Regions from separate parts of the Mus musculus genome. Here all the other regions are linked to region 1. The links are chromatin contacts, called in public Hi-C and promoter capture Hi-C maps. All regions are on one chromosome and are shown on one strand. The core of a region is the stretch at or near the end of the contact, and the rest is flanking DNA. Distances in the headings are between cores, read along the strand shown. Region 1 holds the start of Tctex1d1 (Tctex1 domain containing 1). Region 2 overlaps Pde4b (phosphodiesterase 4B, cAMP specific). Region 3 has its middle 78 kb from the start of Gm52667. Region 4 overlaps 4921539E11Rik (RIKEN cDNA 4921539E11 gene).

Evidence for each region. Promoter capture Hi-C pulls out the DNA fragments that hold promoters and counts their contacts. A called contact is a pair of places that touch in the nucleus more often than the background predicts.
Region 2: a contact with region 1 is called in a Hi-C map of Th1 cells, with 4 times the contacts expected there. The contact joins the enhancer-like site here to the promoter of Tctex1d1 in region 1. A contact is called at or near these places in 5 of 484 Hi-C or Micro-C datasets (CD8 T cells, Th1 cells, embryonic stem cells and 2 more), 5 of 115 datasets of contacts at active chromatin or transcription factors (bone marrow-derived macrophages, effector CD8 T cells, embryonic basal ganglia and 2 more) and 2 of 9 other capture datasets (embryonic stem cells and macrophages).
Region 3: a contact with region 1 is called in a promoter capture Hi-C map of pre-B cells, with 2.0 times the contacts expected there. The contact joins the enhancer-like site here to the promoter of Tctex1d1 in region 1. A contact is called at or near these places in 1 of 39 promoter capture datasets (pre-B cells), 1 of 15 datasets of contacts at CTCF or cohesin (pro-B cells) and 4 of 484 Hi-C or Micro-C datasets (the N1E-115 cell line, Th1 cells and nephron progenitors).
Region 4: a contact with region 1 is called in a promoter capture Hi-C map of trophoblast stem cells, with 3 times the contacts expected there. The contact joins the enhancer-like site here to the promoter of Tctex1d1 in region 1. A contact is called at or near these places in 16 of 39 promoter capture datasets (the 3T3-L1 cell line, 3T3-L1-derived adipocytes, the C10 cell line and 10 more), 2 of 15 datasets of contacts at CTCF or cohesin (large pre-B cells and pro-B cells), 4 of 484 Hi-C or Micro-C datasets (cerebral cortex, embryonic stem cells and liver), 3 of 115 datasets of contacts at active chromatin or transcription factors (CD8 T cells and embryonic stem cells) and 4 of 9 other capture datasets (adipose tissue, liver, macrophages and 1 more).

The regions. Positions count from the first base shown.
Region 1 is chr4:102,984,833-102,987,942 of GRCm38.p6, forward strand. Tctex1d1 (Tctex1 domain containing 1) reads left to right here and starts at 1,547. Exons shown (of 5, transcript NM_001163767.1): 1 at 1,547-1,754. All of the region lies in intron 1 of Gm12709 (predicted gene 12709), which reads right to left.
Region 2 is chr4:102,510,125-102,513,234 of GRCm38.p6, forward strand. The region is part of intron 5 of Pde4b (phosphodiesterase 4B, cAMP specific); the gene reads left to right. It overlaps Gm52668 (a long non-coding RNA gene), which reads right to left. Exons shown (of 3, transcript XR_003955083.1): 3 at 1-203. Among named protein-coding and RNA genes, the nearest start is that of Gm52668, 3.8 kb to the right of the region's middle. Within about 2 kb of position 1,702, at least 242 of the 459 cell types and tissues checked have an H3K27ac peak or open chromatin away from gene starts, as enhancers often do. A contact at or near this core is called in CD8 T cells, Th1 cells, embryonic basal ganglia and 4 more, where this site is marked.
Region 3 is chr4:102,645,841-102,648,950 of GRCm38.p6, forward strand. No RefSeq gene overlaps it. Among named protein-coding and RNA genes, the nearest start is that of Gm52667, 78 kb to the left of the region's middle. Within about 2 kb of position 1,436, at least 34 of the 459 cell types and tissues checked have an H3K27ac peak or open chromatin away from gene starts, as enhancers often do. A contact at or near this core is called in pre-B cells and pro-B cells, where this site is marked.
Region 4 is chr4:103,247,992-103,251,101 of GRCm38.p6, forward strand. The region is part of intron 5 of 4921539E11Rik (RIKEN cDNA 4921539E11 gene); the gene reads right to left. Among named protein-coding and RNA genes, the nearest start is that of Slc35d1, 34 kb to the left of the region's middle. Within about 2 kb of position 1,605, at least 30 of the 459 cell types and tissues checked have an H3K27ac peak or open chromatin away from gene starts, as enhancers often do. A contact at or near this core is called in liver, pancreatic islet and trophoblast stem cells, where this site is marked.

The DNA.
Region 1 (3,110 bases), core at 297-2,796:
AGAGAGTGAGAGAGAGACTTGGAGAAGATAAAATGTCACTTTCCAAGTGAAACCACAGGAAAATGTGACAGCCTCGATGTGCTTCTCAGACAAAATATATATATTGAATAGAGGAAATTCTATTTTACCTAAAGTTATTTCCATAAATGGGGAAATGATGGGGGTTTTTGTTTTTGTTTGTTGTTTGTTGTTTGTTTGTTTGTTTAAGACAAGCTAGCTTGTAACTCAATATGTTGATCAGACTGGCCTGGAATTTTCAGTAATCCTCACAACTGCCCCCTTAGCTCTGAGAAAAGAGCCACTATAGCCTTGGATTTTTGAGGGCTTTTAGTTCTTGTGTCTGACAGATGGTTTTAGAGAGGAAGCAGGTCTGGTACCTGGTACCATTTACACAGGCATAGTCCAGAAGGAAGGCAGAGAATGGGAAGCTGGAAAGCGTAAAGCAGGTAGAAAAAAGCATAGGAGAGCCTGTCTGGACTGCGAGTAAGGAAGCCCCGCCCCCACGCACTACAGACCACCAGCACTGCTGCCACCGCCCCATCCTCTCCTTGAATCTTGAATCCATACGCCTCCACCTCAGCCTCCCAAGCGTTGGGGTCGTAATTACACACTACGAATCCCAACACGAAAACATAAACCACAAAAGAAAACTAAAACTTTTTTGGTAAGTAGAACATCAACAAAATGAAGTATTTTCACAACGTATATAATAATATAGTTAGAGAACTGCTAGAATATCTATCCACAGGTATAGCGTTGCATGTTAACAATAAAAGGGGAAGCCAGTTTTAAATAGAGTCAGAGGAGATGGCAGTGCCCACAAGGGGAGTCTAAAGGCCAAGCAGAGTAAGAAGAGCTACACAAGCACACTGGAAAACCAGAGATGCGTAACTTAGAGCAAGGTGTCTTCTACACCCGTGCTGATAGCAAAATGCTGGCAGACAGAATAGCAAACATTGCTGAGGGCAGTGAGAATAAAAATAGATCCAGCTGTTTAGTGCACACATCATCTGGACATTAATAATATATAAATAAATAAAATAAAAATAAAACATTAAGTTCTGTAGAGGCAGACAGCTTAATTCCTTTCATATCTCCTAGTATGACATCTCAAAGACAGAACAGCACCTGCGCACAAAACTGTCCTTCATGGACTATTTTGATCAGTGAGTGAGCAGTTATTATTGCATTATGTGAATTCTTAAGTAATTAAGTCTTTTTTGCTCTAAAATAAATTCTGCTTACAAGTCCATTATATAGTAAGTCCGGAGTGACTTGTAAGATGAATTTACAACCTAGGAAAAGTGTTTATTCAAGTGTTTGGTACAAAGCAAGCTTTATTTTAGCTTTCTTATTGAAAAAGTCCATTTGCATCTATTCCAAAAACGAAAGGAAGGGAGAAGAAGGAAGGAAGAACAAGGAGGAGAGTAAGGGTTTCCTCTGCACTGGAAATATGGCAGGGCTGGCCACACCCCTCGTTAATGACGTCACAGTCATGTGACATAGCCAGGCCTCAAACACATCCAGCATCACCTCTCCTGATTGCAGTGTGGCTTTGAAACCATGCCTCCTTCAGGCCCTGCAGGAGATGTCTATCGTCTGGCCTTGACCATCAGTTCCGTTCCTCTCAGATGAACAGTAGCCCACCACGTCAAGAGCTGGCCCTGCGCTTTTACCCACACCTATGATTGTTCTGCCAGTCTCCTGTGCTAGGTTTTACATCTGTCAGTCCAGGGCTTGACTGTTCATGGGAGGTAGGTATATTCTGTGTCCTTCGAAAAACACCCTTACTCTTGGGGAAAAAAAAAAAGCTTCCCACAAGACGATACCTTCTACTGTTTTCTCATTTCTTTAATTTGTGAAGGTTTTCAACTTCTGTTTCCACTATAGCCTTCTAAAAAGATAGGCCAATTGGGATAAGATATCATGAAACTGCATGACTTCCACAAAGACGCACCATTTACTGCTAGGAAATGAGCTGGCATGCTTTAGGTTTTAAACATAATCAGAAGGGGAAAAAAAATCCATAGATAGTCTTAGTCCCCAGTTAAGCAAGTCTCTGTATATTGTATCTTTCTCTATATATCATATTCCAGGAGCATATTTAATTTTAAATGCATCTTTTGTGTGACCATCACTCTGGACTCTGACACATCATAGGCCATAAATTTTTGTTTAAAAGCTTTTTTAAAAATTAAAAAAAAACAAAAACAAAAAAACCCACAGAACCTATAGCCTTCTTTTCTCTGTGCACTGCAATGTCTATCTATCCACTAGAGGGCAGCACATGACTTTAATGACGCGCTTCCCCATCCTTCCTGAAGGCCCTCTTATGGACATGGGTGGCCACCAGTTACAAAGCCCAGGAATTTATGTTTGTTCTCAACAGTAACTCTTATTTCAAGAAACCTGAATACAATTCTGTCCTCAAAAGTAGCTCATGTACTTCCAAGCACAGCCTGGATTTTTACATGAAACTATACATATTTTGATTTTAAAATACCTTTATATAAGATATACTTCTCTTTTCTCTTTTCCCCTACTGTGAATGTGTTTGTTGAATGCTTACACCAGTTTTTAGATCAGATTCTCAGCACATGCCTGATGCCAGTACTTGAGGAACAAAGGTGGGGAGGATCACAGAGAGTTGGAGGCCAGCCTCGTCTACCGAGCAAACCCCAAGCCAGTCAGCACTGCACAGCAAGACACTGTCTCAATTAATTAAGATAAGATTGACTGCAGCATTCTCTAGGCAATGAGACTAGGTGTCGGAAAGGATTAGCTCGGCAGGTTGGATCACAGAACTGGACTTCATCCACTTGTAGTGTTGGGACATGTAGCCAATATGTTTATTGTATTTATGCCTGCAGTTGAAAGCTTAAATGCATTTAATAAGCAGATCACGTGCTTGTCTTTAGCAATACAAATGCCTCGAGCCTCTTTGTGTAAGCCAGTGTTCTGGACTTCATTGATAAGCCCATGCTTTTAAAATATAGGAACTCCTCAATTTCTAAAAACTGTACCAAGGGGCTAGAGGGATAACTCAGTGCAAGAAACACTGGCTGCTCTTTCAAAGAACCAGGGTTTGCTTCCCAGCACCTATAAGGCAG
Region 2 (3,110 bases), core at 452-2,951, 470 kb before region 1:
GAACAGGGGCTCAGTACATGGTCTCTGACCCTGAACAGCTCAGAAAAGTCAAGGCTTTGCTAGAACTGCCAGGCCTGGGATGTGAGCGGGACGGCTGTATATGGGCAGAGGTCTCTCTGAGGACCATGGCTCAGGCTTGAAAACTGATCCGTGGCAGATGACTGGAGAGGGAGGCCAGCACAAGCTGAACCTTTACTTCGTTTCTGCATTAAGCAAGAACAGTCAGGCAGGATTACAACACACGGGCAAACAGAAATAAGATCAACCATCTTATCAAAGACCCTGGCCACTCAGGACAAAGGAGGTCCCGAAGGAAATTACAAAAAAGAAAAGGGGAAAAATAAAAATAGCAGACATTTTCTTCAGTGTTCGGTATGATGTGTGTAACCTGGAATTCTGGGACAATCGGCTCAGTTACACCCATATATAAAGAGCCTTTATATACAAATAGAAGTCATAAAATAGAACTATACCAGAAAAGCTGGGAAATTCTCAAGATAGTGCCCCAAATGGTTTGAAAGAGCCTGTTTTGTCTAAAATAGCCATCCTATAAACATTTACCCCAGAACATGGACGCTGAACTGCCTGCAATGATTTGCAATGATTTCATATATGTCTAAATTTAAGGATGGCTAACTGCAAAATCATTAGTAAGGCAGCTAAAGTGAGAATGGTAAAAACTGTTCCCTTGAGCAAACACAGCTAAAAATAAGGTCTTGCTTATTAGTGGCCACGTTCCCTTGTTCAGAATTAATTTCTTCATTTAGCAGGAAAAGTTTTTTTTCCTCATATTAATCAGGACCTGGGGGACCAGCAGCATCTAGTCCCTTAGCATTTGCAGAAAGAGCCAAGTCCGTTCCTCACAGACTCCACATCGTGTTTTCGCGCTGCTGAGAGACACTGTCCACCCCCTCCCCCTGAAAGCTGGAATCATGCATGTTAGTAAGTATTTCAGTTATGCCATTGACGTCAATGGAGTCATTAAATAGATTGCTGGCCCTCCCAGAGGCAAATCACTGCCAGGGACCTAGATACAGACACTTTTTTTTTTTTTTTTCAAAGACAGCCATCAGGTTTTGCTATGAGAGAGAACGAAAAGTTTACACTGTAGCCGACTGTCTCCAAACAGTTTCTTTTTGCCCTTTGCATTTTGTTCCGGCCTTTCTTTCTCTTTGGTTACAGTAGACTCCAAAAGACACCCAGATATTATTGCCTAAATGTTTTGTGCACAAATGGATCTCCTGTAATTGAGACCATAGAGGAAGATACTGAACTTTGAAAAAAAGGAGTCTCTAGTTTGCTCTGTTCAGCCCATCTTGATGTTAATTCAGGGGCATACATTGTTCTAGCCAAATCACTGTTGTCTGCTACTGAAGTTGTTTGACGTTTGGATCCTTAAACAAACAGCGTCCTTCAAAGAGGCACACAGATTGCCTTTTCTGCTGCCTCTGCACGGCTCAAAGCTGTAGCCCTCATCTCTGAATCAATCTTTCTGCAGCTGTTTCGGGCTGTGGCACTGAGCCTCTGTAGCGAAGGGTGGAGGAGGAAGCCAGGAAGACAAACTGGTTCTCAGGGCTGTCTCATCTGCAGCAGTGTACCCACAGGAGGCTATCCACGTGCCTGTGTCCTCCCAAACCCCAGCTGCTGCCCGCCTCAAGCCCGATCACGTAGCAGCTTCCAGGCCTGTCGGAGAAAAGCCCTTCGGGACACAGCTGCCTCTTCCTGGGAATGCCTGCAGGCTCTGTTTACCTGAGCTGCAGCTGGAATGTCTGCCAAGGACTCGCTCCACACCTGGACTTTTCTACCACTGAGGCTCAGAGCCAGAAAGCTACCTTCATCATCTCTTCAGATCTGGCTCCCTTCATCTACCATGCAGGCTATAAAACTTACTTCTTACTACAGTCCTTGCCCCTCCAGTCCATGGATGGTTCCCTTCCTTTATTTATCACTGGGGTGTATAGAAATGCTAGACACTTGAAACTTTTGGTAACCCTTCTTGAGTTACGTGGAGACCCAGGTTCCATGTCCTCCCTGCTCTGTTCCCTTGTTCTGCAGTTCCTGGCTTGGGAGAACCAAAACTGCACCGTCTTCATCCATTTCTCTCTCATTGCCAGGACAGCCAGCTCCTTTAACCACTTCTTTCTAGTCTTTTCTTCTCTCCCGGCATAAAGGACTTTGTTTTCCTGTACCCAAAACATTATGGTCATCTTCCAACGTGGTTTGTTGTCCACAGTGTTTGCACGTTCTGACCCAACCTTCTTTCTGATCTAGCATGCTTCTTCTAAGCCCCATTATTGATTGTTTTGTTATTGTCTTGTTTTGATTTTGGGTGGTGTGTGTGAGTGTGCATGTGTGGGAGTGTATGTGCATTCGTGCGTGCATGCATGCATGCGTGCGTGCATGCATGTGTGCGTGAGTGCATGTGTCCTTGTCTCCCTTATTGCCTTACCCCTACATTGCTCAATTCATGGTTGTGTGAGATAAATATGCCAGCCTCCTGCCTCCTATCTTTCCACACTGACTCTTTTCCCAGGGCTGTATATGTTTTTTTTGCTTCTTCAATTCTTGAGTGACGATTAAAATAAACATGTATTTTCAATAAAAGGCCTGGTATATAGTATATATTTAGAAAATACCACATGATTTATCCATTTCCATCTGGAATGTACATTTTTATCATTTGAGACTACTTATCTGACATCTTCAGATTATGTCCCTATAATGTCCTATTCAATTATTATCTCAGAAACTTTTAATCAGTGTCTCAAAATCTCAAAAATAGTACTTGAAATATCTTGTTTTCTTCCCTAACCGAAGCATGAGTATCTCAAATGCATAGACAAATCCTCTAGTTTTGGGCTTCCAACTAAGAATGTAAAACCTAACTGATGCCCAGTAAACACTAATGGAATGAGCAAATAGCAGTGAATGATTGCCCAAGCTTGAGTCCGAAACATCGGAGGAGCTCGGCTGCTTCCTTTGCTTTGTTCAGGCTTGCCTACATCTCTGCTGACTCTCAGAACATGCGCACAGTGCTGAAATCCCTGGCTAACCTTGATGGCATGTGACGCTCAAAGCACGTGAAGTGAAGCCTGTGCTATCATTTCAGC
Region 3 (3,110 bases), core at 186-2,685, 340 kb before region 1:
CTCCCTCTCCCTCTCGCTCCCCCTCCCCCTCCCCCTCCCCCTCTCCCTCCCCCTCCCCCTCCCCCTCTCCCTCTCCCTCCCCCTCCCCCTCTCCCTCTTCTCCTTCCTCTTCCCCTCCCCTCCCCTTCCCTTTTCTCCCTCTTTCTGAGTATTTGATGGTATATACAGACACTTTCCATGCTACCTCAAAGGAACTGTTTACTAGCTTGCATTGGGAGGAGACCAGGGATGCTGACTATCTGCTCACACTGCACAGGAAACCTTCTCACAGAGAGCATCATTTGTCCCCCAAAGGCAGTGGCCAAATCCTTGTTTTAAGTCTCCTGTCAGTCTAGTGCTCTTCTGCATTGTGAGTCTTCTTGAAGCTTCAAGGAGGAGACACTGTCAGTTATGGAGGTCTCCAGGAGTGGATAGTTCTCACGGTAGCAAGTAAAACACAGGAAGGATTCTCTATGGCTGCTCAAAGTCACATTTCAGTCAGAAGCTTCTCACACATCAGTGGGTGCTTTGATGACACCTTGATATCCCTGTGACCATCTCCTCCTCCTCCTCTATTGCCACGTTAAGTTCTGTATTCTACAGTGGGGCTGGTGGCACATGCCTGCTGTCTCAGCACCGGCTACATAGCCAGTGCTATATAGCAAGACTCTGTCTTAAAAGAAAAAGAAGCCATATTCAACAATCCCTGCTTCTGACTCAGGATCTTGTGACTTGTGGCCAGCCTGGCTAATATGGGTCTTTCCTGCAGTAACTAAACATCCTATCAACCGAGTTTTTTCTTCCTGCCCAAAAATTTCCTTAAAAGTCAAATAATCTTTCCTTTTGGCATTAATGCCTCATCTCTAATATTGAATAATCCTTTTCTATCCTCTCTGATATACCTGGGTCTGTTGGCTCACTTATCTATCTTATCTATCTATCTATCTATCTATCTATCTATCTATCATCTATCTATTTACTTGCTTACTTACTTACTTACTTATTTAAACTTCATAATGATCAGAGCAGTTGGAGATTAAGCCATCCAGACAGTAATACTCCTTTCTCATTATGACTGCTACCCCCTCCTCCAGTCAATTTTTAGAACAGATTCACTTCTGTTGCCTTATCTCATCAGCAGGTTCAATAGAGTGTTAGATAATTTTATTTTTCCTGGGACTTAACTGAGGATGGTAAATTCACTACTAGTGATACTTGGATAGGAGAAAGATCAATATTGCCAGTGTTTGCTGGGTTAAATTTAAGGGAGCTATTCTATCACGTGGGTGTAAGTGTGTTTCAGGGTAAAAGAGCAATAGCAACCAGACACCTTCTGGAATTCTTTCCAACTCTAAAAGGCAGGGGAAAAAAAAACACTGAAAAACATTTTGGTGTCACTGAGAGTGTGTCATTTCTATTGAAATGAGGAAGTTCGTTTTTACAGTTCAAGTCAGGAAATAGTTTACATCCTCTTAGTGTTTAGAGTCACTGCAAGATTATGGTCATTGATGTGATCTCTGATAGCACTTTAGTGTTAGCAAAACCAAGTCATTAGTTTATTTATGAAGTATATATTAAGTTTGAATGATGTTCTTAATACAAAATCATTATTTCTGCTTTGAAGTCCAGCAACACAGGCATTATATGATAATATGAACATGTCACGGCAACCTAGTGATTTTATCCAAAGAAAAGAGCAGAGGGTAGAAGGACATAAGAAGACCAATAGCAGAAAAAAAATTCCCAATTTCCAGCTATACTAGTAGAGTCCTGAACGTGTGCTTTTGTGGATAAAAATGCACTTGCTTAAGTCAAATGTGGGACCATAATGGCCCCAGGTTACAGAAGAGTGGTCAAGGGAGCTTCAACCCAGATATCACAAACGTGAGAATGGCAGAAATTGGCTACCTCCCCCTCCTAATCTGGTGCCATAAATCCTACCATCAACCCTAGCAGGAATTTATTACCCTAATAGTTAGGAGGCTGCACTTTTTGTTTGACCTTATGAGGTTTCCCCACAAACACATCCTACATTCCCTGAGTTTGTAGATGAAACATCTTCAACACCCCTGTCTTGGCCAGTGGTACTCAGCCACACAACCCTTGCCCCAGAGACCCTGTCCACCTCCCCAGGGATACAAATTCCCCTCCCCTCAAATGAATGAACCAGTTCTACAAAGCTGCTCTGGTTGTGCTTATTGCCCGTGCATTCATTACCACTCGAGATCCCACCAGCACCCAGATAAGCTTTCCTCCCTCTAGGCCAACTTGGTGCATGCACAACAGGCCTGGGTACCCAGAGGGAGGAGGAGTCATGGGGCAGCAATCAAACACTTATTATATATTGCTTTCATAAACTGTAGCATTGGTATTATTAGGAAAATGTTCAACATTTAATCCTGGAGGGAAGAGGATTTCATAGGGTCCTACTTCTTGGGGAACCTTTGGCAGTTAATGGCTCCAGGAGGACGGGTGTCATTTTGTATCAGTGGTACATCCAATGAAAAGTGGCCCACGTATCTATAAATAGCCTTCCCCCCTTGTGCTTACACAAGTGACTCTAATGAAACCAGTGGGACGTGCGTGTGCATAAGCACACATACATACACCCACACACACACACACACACAAGTGAAAACTGGGAGAAGACATTTTGGAGGGAAGGGGCCTTCAGAAAGTCAGAAGGAGATAGAAGAGATGGGGTAGGGAAATAGTTTTAAATGATTTTGTTATGTAAAGACATTCACCTACAGATCGTACATTGAGCATACTTCACCCCATACTTCCTAAATCATTCTTCTTCCTGTTAGTTTCCCTTGCTCCTCAAAATAATTTCACTTTTACTTTTGTGAGTTGTATATGTTTATGTATGAATGTGAGTGTGTATGTCTGAATGTATAAGTCCACAGTCTTATATATGTATATAAAATATAGAAACCAGGTATAAGAAAATATATGAGAGTTGTCTTTCTAATACTGGCTTAATTTGTTTAATTTTATTATCTTCAGGTGGATCCATTTTCTTGCAAATGACAGAACTTAATTTTCTACTGTTTAAAGAGTTCCACTGCATGTGTGTGTCCACTGCATGTGTGTGAGTGTCTGTATGTATGTATGTGTATGTGTTTATG
Region 4 (3,110 bases), core at 355-2,854, 260 kb after region 1:
AATTAGAATTATGGTGCAACTCTATACAGGCTTGCCTAACAAGAGCCAGGCCTGGGTTCCCTGCCCAGCACAAAAGGAAAGATTAAGCTCTATTGTTCTAGACCACAGTGAGGTGACTATAGTTACACATTTCAAAATAACTAGCAGAGAGCATTTGGAATGTTTCTCAACACAGAGAAGTAAATGTTTGAGGTGATGGATATACTAATTATCCTGATTTGATAATTATGCATTGTATGTGTGCATTAAAATATACATGTGTAACTGAATGTAGTTATTATGCACCAGTTAAGTCTATTTCAAAGAACCAGGCCCAAATAGATTGATGGATGAGTTCTTTCAAACTTTCATGTAGGAAACAGACAAACCAACTAACCAACCAACCACAAAAGGAGCCTGTGTCAATTAACTTAAACAAACAAACAACAAAACCCTTTTCAGTTGTTTACATGATCAGGTGTAGTCTTAACATCAAAGCCTGAAAAGATGATGTAAAAACCTACACTCTAATCTCATAATGTTAGGATTTTTTTTATAAGACATGTAGAGTGCTAAATAACATGCTAATTAACAGTATACATTTTTTTTTTTTTTTCGAGACAGGGTTTCTCTGTATAGCCCTGGCTGTCCTGGAACTTCAAATGAAGTTATATGAATGCAAGGTCTCTAAGAGATAATGTTTTTTATAATTCATTTCCCGGTGAGCTAAAATGGCAGGAAAATGATGTAATGTTTTGGTTACTGTTTCAGTATTTGCTTGCTTGCATGCTTGAGAAAGGGTCTTCTTGTGTGACCCAGGCTGGCTTTGCTGTTGCAGTCCTCTTGCCTCTCCTGTGCTGGGATGACAGGCAGGTACCACCACGCCAGGTCCAACATACTATAAATAGTATACTCAATAGCAACAATACTATAAATGGGTCTGTGTTTAGATGAAACCACTATTACAAATAGAACCACCATAAATCTATACGATATAACTATTTTAACACAATTTTAAAGTTTATGACTGTAAAACTAACAACCAATAGCGTAGCTGAGACAATGAACCCAGTAGTCTATGAACTGCTGAGACTGACACCCAACTGGGTCTATGACTGCAGCTCCTTGAGAGACTAAGGTTGGAGGATCACAATTTTGAAGCTACCCTGGGGCAGCATTTTATTCATGTTATTAGCCTCAAAACAAAAAGTAAAAGAGGGTGTGTGTTTGGGAGGTGGGGTCTAGACCACTGGTAGAGCACTGCCTAGCATGTGCAAGTCCATACATTCAACCCCTAACCCATGCAAAGAAAGAAAACAAAGAAGAAGAAAGCGACATCCATCATTGCTTATGAATTTTTAGAAAGGATAGAATAATGAACTAGAAATAATGATGGAACCTGTACACTCAAGAAAACACACACTCACACACTCACAGAGAGAGACAGAGAGAGAGAGAGAAAGACACACACACAGAGAAACAGACACACACACACACACACACAGAGAGAGAGAGAGAGAGAGAGAGAGAGAGAGAGAGAGAGAGAAACAGAGACAGGCAGCACACAGGCACTTGTAAAAGAGAAAAGAAACTGAGCAAACACACCAAACCGAAAATGCCTTTGGCAATTCTGATTCACCATGAGTAAGCAGTCTCTTATCAGGAATGCCCTACCTCAGATAAGAAATAGCACACACACACACACACACACACACACACACACAGACACACACACACACACACACACACACACACACACACACACACAGACACACACACACACACACACACAAACACACACTTCCCTCTCTCTCTCCTCTCATTTAGCAGAGTGAAAGAAAATAGTGAGAAAGATAAACCACTGAATTCGGTCTCAGTGATTTGAAGAGAGTGAAGTTGGCGTTTATATGAGGTTTCACTGGACGGCAGGCTGCAGCTGGCCTTGAGCATACACCTGATAGTAAAGCCACTGGCCAGGAAAAAGCAGGACAGAGTTCAGGGCAACCAAAGCTGCTGGAAGGTGATGGGGGAAGGCTAGGAAGAGAAAGCCAACAGGACGGTTTCTGACCAAGTCTCTGGCTGACTCAGATCCATACCGTTTGGGGAAGACTATAGTCAGCCAGCTAAGATGGAAATAACTAAGCTAAAATACAAGCTGTTCTTTTAAGAGTATTTTGTCTTTTCAGTGCATCAAGGGGAACTGATAAGACAATGTTTTTTGAAGGTAGGGAACTGAATGTCCTAAATACAACAGTCATGACATTCAGCAAATCCAAGTTGATGTATAGAGAACCAGGAAAATGAAGTTTCAGTCAAAAAAAAGTTAAGTGAGGATAGCCCTAAGGGGATCCGGATAGTCAGAGATTTTAAATTTTTTCTTGTGTATAAAATAATGGGTTTCATTTTGACATTTTTATATGTGTATAACATGAATTTTGAACCATTCTACCATTACTCTCCATTGCTTTCCCTCTTCCACTTTCATTGATGCTTTCCCTCAACTCTTTAAAAAGTGAAAATTATAAGACTAAAAATAAGTAATACTTAGAATTTAAAAATATCTCTGGCTGAATTTAAAACAAAGAGATGTAAAAGCAAAAGTTTAGGAATTTACAGATAGAATACTGAAGTTATATATGTATATACACACACATGCACACACACACATACATATACACACATGTATGTGAATCAGAAATCTGTGGAACAATAACTATACACATGTCTGAGTAACAGAAGGAAAGGCCAGGGAGAATGAATTAGAATAATATTTGATGCGATGAGGCTGGTATGTTTGTTTATTTTGGCAAAACACATGAATAGTAAATTCTGGAAGCTTAGAGAAGTACATGAAGAATCAATATGAGAAGGACCATAAGTGGGCACAGAGTCAAACTGCTGAGACCCAGACATCATGGAAAGACTTTGAAAGCAGTGTGAGAAATAAGATACAGGACCAGCAACTCAAACCAGTGCTCAGAAGAGAACCCAGGAGCTGTGAGGCAAAGGATGCTGGCACATTGACATGGGAAAAGTGAAAATATCACTCAGATACATATTAGTAAGGCAGAGTTTTGTATCAAATAAAAATTTCCTTCAGAAATGTCTTTAAAAGAAAACTAAGGTTTTGG